Regions from separate parts of the Mus musculus genome. Here region 1 is linked to region 2. Evidence: chromatin contacts called from public Hi-C data. All regions are on one chromosome and are shown on one strand. The core of a region is the stretch at or near the end of the contact, and the rest is flanking DNA. Distances in the headings are between cores, read along the strand shown. Region 1 overlaps Gm31563 (a long non-coding RNA gene). Region 2 overlaps Shb (src homology 2 domain-containing transforming protein B).

Evidence for each region. Hi-C and Micro-C count contacts between places; a contact is called where the count stands out from the background.
Region 1: a contact with region 2 is called in a Hi-C map of the N1E-115 cell line, with 5 times the contacts expected there. The contact joins two enhancer-like sites. A contact is called at or near these places in 1 of 15 datasets of contacts at CTCF or cohesin (large pre-B cells), 2 of 484 Hi-C or Micro-C datasets (the N1E-115 cell line and cerebellum) and 2 of 115 datasets of contacts at active chromatin or transcription factors (VIP interneurons and embryonic basal ganglia).

Annotation. Positions count from the first base shown.
Region 1 is chr4:45,727,954-45,731,398 of GRCm38.p6, reverse strand. It overlaps Gm31563 (a long non-coding RNA gene), which reads left to right. Exons shown (of 4, transcript XR_881227.1): 2 at 1-184. Among named protein-coding and RNA genes, the nearest start is that of Gm31563, 11 kb to the left of the region's middle. Within about 2 kb of position 1,383, at least 30 of the 459 cell types and tissues checked have an H3K27ac peak or open chromatin away from gene starts, as enhancers often do. A contact at or near this core is called in the N1E-115 cell line, where this site is marked.
Region 2 is chr4:45,440,788-45,444,208 of GRCm38.p6, reverse strand. All of the region lies in intron 5 of Shb (src homology 2 domain-containing transforming protein B), which reads left to right. Among named protein-coding and RNA genes, the nearest start is that of Gm46852, 33 kb to the right of the region's middle. Within about 2 kb of position 1,793, at least 36 of the 459 cell types and tissues checked have an H3K27ac peak or open chromatin away from gene starts, as enhancers often do. A contact at or near this core is called in the N1E-115 cell line, where this site is marked.

The DNA.
Region 1 (3,445 bases), core at 134-2,633, 290 kb before region 2:
TTCCAGGCTGTTATGTGATGCTGAGGACTGAATTGCAATCTCTGGAAGAGCGGCTGCAACTCTTAACTACCACGACGTCACCATCTCTCCATCCCTCTAACAATGAGTTCTGACAAATCTATACGCACAGTTACAAGAGCGCTCCCACTGACCCCTACCAACAGCTCCTTTGCACCCTCTACAGGTCAGTTCCTTCCCCAACCCATTCTACAGCAAGGGATCTGCTTCTTATTACCATAGTTTTGCTTTTTTCCCCAGAATTTTGTCTACGTGCAATCAGCATAATGGTTTTAAAATCTGCTCGTGCTGTGGCCAGCATCAGTAATCTATGCCTTTCTCACTGAGCAAGTTACTCGCACAGATAGATCCCATTTCCTGTGTCCCCGGGGATCTTAAGTCTCCCTGCGTTGGGGTCTCATTGAACCTGTGGGTCGCTGCTCTAATGATCTCATCTGTTGATTTCATCACCATCTGTATCGAGTTACTGCCCATATTTTCCTACTTCTTAGACCACTGGGTAAATTTTCCCCTTGTAGGCAGGCGCTGCACGTTTTCTATGCATCACTGCTGGATTTTGTGTTCCTTTAAGTAGCACTGTGTTTTGTTTGGGAGCACAAATGGGTCAGATCCTTTCCAGGCCTCCAGACACCTTAGTTAGAGTTATGCCAGGCCCACCAGTAAGACAAAACCTTTCTGAAGATCCTCCTCCAGCCAGAATATTAGCTATTTCTTGGTGTCCCGGCCCTGTACAAGCTCCAGATCCCTTTCTGGTGGCAGAGATTGACAGCAGACGCCATTTAGCGTCTTAAAGAGGAACCCAGAGGCAGGAATAATAAAGGAAAGAGCAATAGGCCTGACTGTGTGGACCCTCTCTCCTGCGTTTCCTCTCAAATTCTTGTCAATGCATTGTTGCTTGGGGTTGATCTGGAGTCAGTTGGGAGAAGCGCAGTGGGTCCTGGAGAAGTTCAAGGCCTGTGTTTGAGCAGCGGATCCCCCACTGTGTGACCACAGAGGGAGTCCCAGCTGGGCTGGACTCACCCTTCAGAGCTGGATAATATAGAGTGGGGCACAATGTCCCCAGAGGCTTGCCAGCCGTTTACCTTTCTGGCTCAGTGTGTTTGTTTTCTTTATCCATTGGGCACCCCAGCTGCACTCCAACATAGCCTCTTAGTCCTCATTCCTATTTAAATATAATTTAGTTTTTATTTGATTTATGGACTCCACCCCAGTCGCTGAACTTCATTGGGCTGGGACAGTTTATTGATTTTCAATAATGGCAGGGCAGAAGAATAAAGAGATGACAGCAGCTCTTGGCTGCAGACCTGGGGCTGGCTGAGGGAAGCAGCATTAATCACCACTGAGGTGATCACTCAGACAGTCCCTAATGGAGCAGTGACCCTGGGACTCCACCAGCCTGGGACAGCTCTGAAGGCCACACAGCGATCATGCACCTCTGTTAGCAGGAGCTTGCAGCACTGCCTAGCTGGGCTCTCACCCCAGTCTCTCCTGCATAAGTCTCCGGCTCACTGACTCTAAGTGAAGGTGCACAGAATCTCAACAGACACAGGAGGTGGAGGAAACAGATATGGTTGCGGCTTCTCTGCCAACCAACACAGCAAGGCCGGTTGGTGTTACCTCCTGGCTTTCTTTAGTCCCTGGACATTTGTATATGAAAGAGAGATGATGCAAGTATGTCATTACACTCTTACATATGCACCTAATAAGATCAAATTACGACTTCATGTTAGGAGAGCCTGACGAAACTCTCTACCTAGAAACTAAAGGATTGTGGGAAAGCAGAATGAGTTAAAGAGTGGCTGGTCCTTACTGCTTGTTCAAGTCCCTTATCTTAGACAAACCTTACAAGAAACATCCCTAAAGCGTGATTACCACAGCTCTCTAGCCAAAAGGCGTATAGTGGAACATGTTGCTAAGGAAATGTTTTGCCACCTAAATTGCTTCTTACTCCAATGTCTGTTCCTGTAAACATGTGTAACCGTAATGGAAAATTCCACTGATGCTCAGGGGACTCAATGGACAACCCTCAGATGGTCACAGAGACAGAGGTTACGATGTGTTATCTGACCTATAAAGGGCGTAAGAAATTATGAGGAGACTGTGGACTGTTTCAGGGCATTAGCCTGGGTCCAGAGGAGTTCTCCCATTGGTTTTGGTGCATGGTTGATTCCGAGATGTTTGGAATTTCCACTCCCCCCAGGCCACATCCGAGCTCTTTCCCGGCCAGCTGCTGCTCCTTCTTTAGGCCTCAGCTTAGTTGCTGCCTCCTCTGCAAAGCCTGGTGACCTCACCAAGGTCACTAAGTCACAGGACTCAGCTTAGAGTCCTGTGCTGACCTTGTTAGGACAGTCACTGCAAGGCCACCATAGTCACAGCAGTGATGGGACAAGGTGTTGTCATGGCAACAATGGTCCATTCTCCTCCTGAGCTCCCAGCCAGGGGAGAGGGAGGAATTGTGCCTCTTTGTCCAGCCAGTGTCTTAAGTGACATACTCAAGACAGATTTGCTGAAGGGATAAAAGACAGTTTGCAGTGGGCTGGGGACGTAGCTCAGTTGTAGAGTACTTGCATAGCACATACAAAGCCCTGGGTTTGAGCCCAGCACTGCAGAAACCTATGTGGTGGCGCACACTGTAGTGCACACTCCCAGCATTCTGGAGGTGGAGGCAGGAAGATTAAAAAAAAAAAAGTTCAAGGTTATTCCCTGCTAACAGATCAAGTTGGAAGCCAGCCTGGGCTATGTAAAGCTCTCTCTAAATAAATATATAGGTAAAGCATAGTTGAAAAAGATAGATTTTCAAAGTTATTCATTGATTCAATGACTGAGTACCGCTTCCTTATCTTCTGTAAGTAAGCTGATGTTGTTGATCTCAGCCCTATCCCAGGCAACTCCTTAAGGGTGTGTGTTTGTGTGAGTGTGTGTGGGGGGGGGGGAGAGGGGGAGGGAGAAAGGGAGAGGGGGAGAGGGAGGGGAGGGAGAGAGAGAGAGGATATTCAAGCAAGGTGAGGGGACCAGCCTAAGGTCACACAGCCAGGTTTCAACCAGGCCACAGTTGGACTTGAGTCTCCAAATCCCAGTCCTGACTCCTCACTGGGGAGTATGGCTGCTCCCCTCCCTGTGGGGAGAGCATTGAACTAGACCAGCACTTCTCAGCCTTTGAAAATTGATAAATGCTCTGAACCGCAGCCCCAGGGAAATGCATATATGCACTGAAAAATTTATAGCCAAGGTCATGGGTTCGGGAACCCCTGTAAATCCTCGCTGCAGCCCCCAGCCAGCAGGCCTGGAGCTCCTGCACTGGGTAGGCCTGGCCAGCTTTCCAGCCTCTGATGATTTACTGAACAGCCGCTGACCCAGGCTTTATATGAGACACAATTCTTCAACTCCTTTTTCAAAGTCTCACCCTCACCTCTTCTGCTCCAGGAGA
Region 2 (3,421 bases), core at 544-3,043:
GGGCCTTCTGACCCATGAGCTATTAAAATGAACGGGTTTAGAAATAAGAGGTTGGACTTCTCCCCTCCTGCTGGAGTGTTCCATTTTTCGATGCTGTTGCTACATAGGATCCAAGGAACTTTCCAGAATCCATTGTGGAGATAGGAGATTTGAGGCTCAGAGGAAAGAGGAATTCTCCAAGGGCGCAGAATTAGTGATAGAATGGGGTGTGAACCCAGGTCCTACATCCACACGTACTGGGTAGGAGTGGAGCCCTCTGCTTTGCCTCCCCTTGTCCTCGTCATTGCCAGCGGCTCACGAGAGAGTAGGCTTGGCTGCACTTCTTCCAGGGAACCTTGCACCCATGCTGGCAGGATGGACTTCCTGTCACATGGATAGCCTTCCCCTGCCCCCAAGTCCCAGACAGCCTGCTGCCAGTCAAGGGCACTGGGGGTGTTCGTTTGTTCCTCCTCCCTTTATCTCTCTCTTGAGTTCTTCATGGATCGTACTGCCTCTAGAATCTCTGGGGACTATGGTGAGGCCACTACAAAAGACCTGGTTAGATGTTCAATAGAAAAAGGAACAGAAGCCATGTGTACCAGGGCAGGGTCTTGTCAAGTACCAGCCTACAGGTTTGTTACATGGAGCAATGCCTCCAAGCAGTCTCCTGGGTGCTGGGACCCTTGGGAACTTCAGCACAGCTGTGCCTGTGGAAAACTGTCTACTGAGAACCTGTAATGTGCTAGGACTGAAGGAGTCTGCAGCCAGTTGCTGAGCTGACCCCAGTGAGTCTAGGGTCAGCCATGTTTCCACCCCTTGTCTCCTCATTACCTAATATGCATTGAAACCAAGTCACAGGTAGATGCCAGAAGCCAGAAGCTTGGCGCCTTTATCCCTGCCTTGCATATTCGTTGGGTTGGGGCCCCTAGGGAGGTAGTACCTTGGTTCTGCTTTTATGGTGATAGCCTTACCATTCAAGTGGCCTAGGTGCTGTGGTAGCCAGTAGGAGCCCACCTCCCTCCCTGGCTTGTGGCTTTCACAACTCTGAGCCTCCCAGTCTTTATCTGTGCGCTGGGATGATGATAATCTGTTCCTAAGCAACAAGCATCCAGTCCAGTCAGATCCTTGCCCACATGACCTAATGTAGTTCCCACCCTGTCCCTGTTTCCTGCCCCAACCTTGACGATCGCTTGTAGTCCGGTTAAGAAACCTATTGTTCTAGCCAGGCATGAGGCACAGTCCTTTTAATCTGTACACCTGGGAGGTAGAAGTAAGTGTGTCTCTTGAGTTTGAGGCCGACCTGGTCTCTGCAGCAGGCTGTAGGCCAGCTGAGGCCATATCATGAGACTTTGTAGTCCAAGACTGTAGAAGCTGTCCTGCCCTTCCATACACTGCTTACTGTACAACCTAACTTAGCCAGTCTCTTCCCTTTTCTGGGTCCATCAGCAAGTGTCCCTGGCTGGCTGGCTACTTCCCCAGCCAATGGCATCCAGCATGTTGGACAAGAGCACTGTGCCCAGCCAGAGATCTGGTTTGTTGTATCTTTCCTATCTGATCCATCACACAGGACTACTGTGTACGGACCATTCTCCTAGCACAAGGAATTGGAGCTGAAGGGTTGGATTTGTGCTTGTTCAGAGCCAGTAGAATACCACCCATGATGATCTGTGCTCAGCTAGGCATCCTTTCCTTGAAGAAAGGAGAACTGGGGAGAGGTGCCTTCCAGAACAGCCATGGTACTCTGAGTACTGCTGCCTGGGAAAGCACCACCTTTGCCAGCCTGTGTGCAGTGTGTGGTTTCTCACATCCTCAGGCCTGCTGCCAGTGGCCAGGCGGGGGAATGGCAGCCCCACACACACAGGGTGCAAACTGACATCAGAATTCCAGCTGTGCTGCATCTCAGTCTCTGGCCGTTTTCACTTTGGCCTCGGGTCCTTCTGTGAGACAAGTCTATAGGGTAGAATGTGCTTGGGGAGGCCTATCTATGCCCCAAGACAGGGCCCTCTACCTGCTCGGTCCTTCCCTTGGAAGAGTTTGTGGGATCCCTCTGTAGCTGGCACTGGGTTCTATAGAGAGCAAGCCAAGGCAGACATCCAGGTCTGGCTGAAGGAGCTCACACCCTGCTCGTTCTGACTGCCTTGCTGCTTGCAGGACAGCACAAAGGGCTTTGGATGCCCAGAAGTGACCTGTAGAGGGTAGTCACTGTCACCAAGGGCCAGTAGCTGCAAGGCAGAAGCAGCACATGACTCTCCAGACACACCAGAGGAGGGCATCAGATCCCTTTACAGATGGTTGTGAGTCACCATGTGGTTGCTGGGAATTGAACTCAAGAATCTTTAGAAGAGCAGACAGTGCTCTTAATCACTGAGCCATCTCTCCAGCCCAGTACATGACTCTTAAGAGAACCTAGTGTTCCCTGAGCAACAAGGACATCAGTAGATGGTAAAGCCAGGCAAAGATGTGGGGTGTTGTGACAAGGCCTCTGACTTGGAGTTCTGTCCTCTCATCTGTCAGCAGAGCTATGGTGCGGGGACACACACACAAACACACCCTCTCCCTTATATTTGATTAGAGGGCTTAGGGTGTCAGCTGTGGAAGTGATGTTACAGATTTACCTAAGTGAGGAAGCAGCCCCAGCGGAGACTCACAGTAGATGTAACCCTGGGAGGCAGTGACTTGCTTGGTCTGGCCATACTACCCCCTGCAGCTCCCTGTGCCTTTGGTGACCCAAGACAGTGTCTATACTGCATCCTCTGTCACATTCACATGTGTCATCACTCCCCTACCATGGTTGACACCTACCCTTGATGCTAGTCAGAGAGCCTGCAAGTGGCTTTATTGTTCACAGTATCTTGCTGCAGTCGCCTCTCTTGCCACCGTCAGCATGGCACGTGGACTAGCCGGCCTCACGCCTACCTCTTACTGGTCCTGATGTGTGCAGGGTATATCTCCAGTCAGGCAAGCAAAGGTTGAGCCTTTGGCACCGGTGAGAAAATGCCAAAAGCTGACGCCCCCTGCTTTCCCTGGAAAGGCAGTCGGACCTGGGGAAAGGGCTGGGGGTAAGGAGCAGCCTCCAGCATAGGATTCTTCAGGCACTTCTGACTGTCAGGGCTCTGCAAAAGAATCTGGAGAAGATAGGGGAAAGGGGACTTAAAAGACAGCAACGTTTGGTTCTGGGGATGGGGTGAGTCCTACTGGGGACGGGAGTGAGGACCATTTCTGTGGGGCCTGGGATGGATTACACACGGTCACACTTCTGAAGCCTTAGCAGGAAGCTGACAAGGACTCAGCCCCACCTTTTCCCACTGCACTAGGACAAGCGACCCCTTAGAGCCCTCCCAAGATAAGCTTTTGGTTTTCAAGTCCCCAGAGATGGATTGCCTACTACCAGGGATTGGCCGGTTTCCATCACGCCCCCAACTCCGCCTGAGCAGTAGGTGCC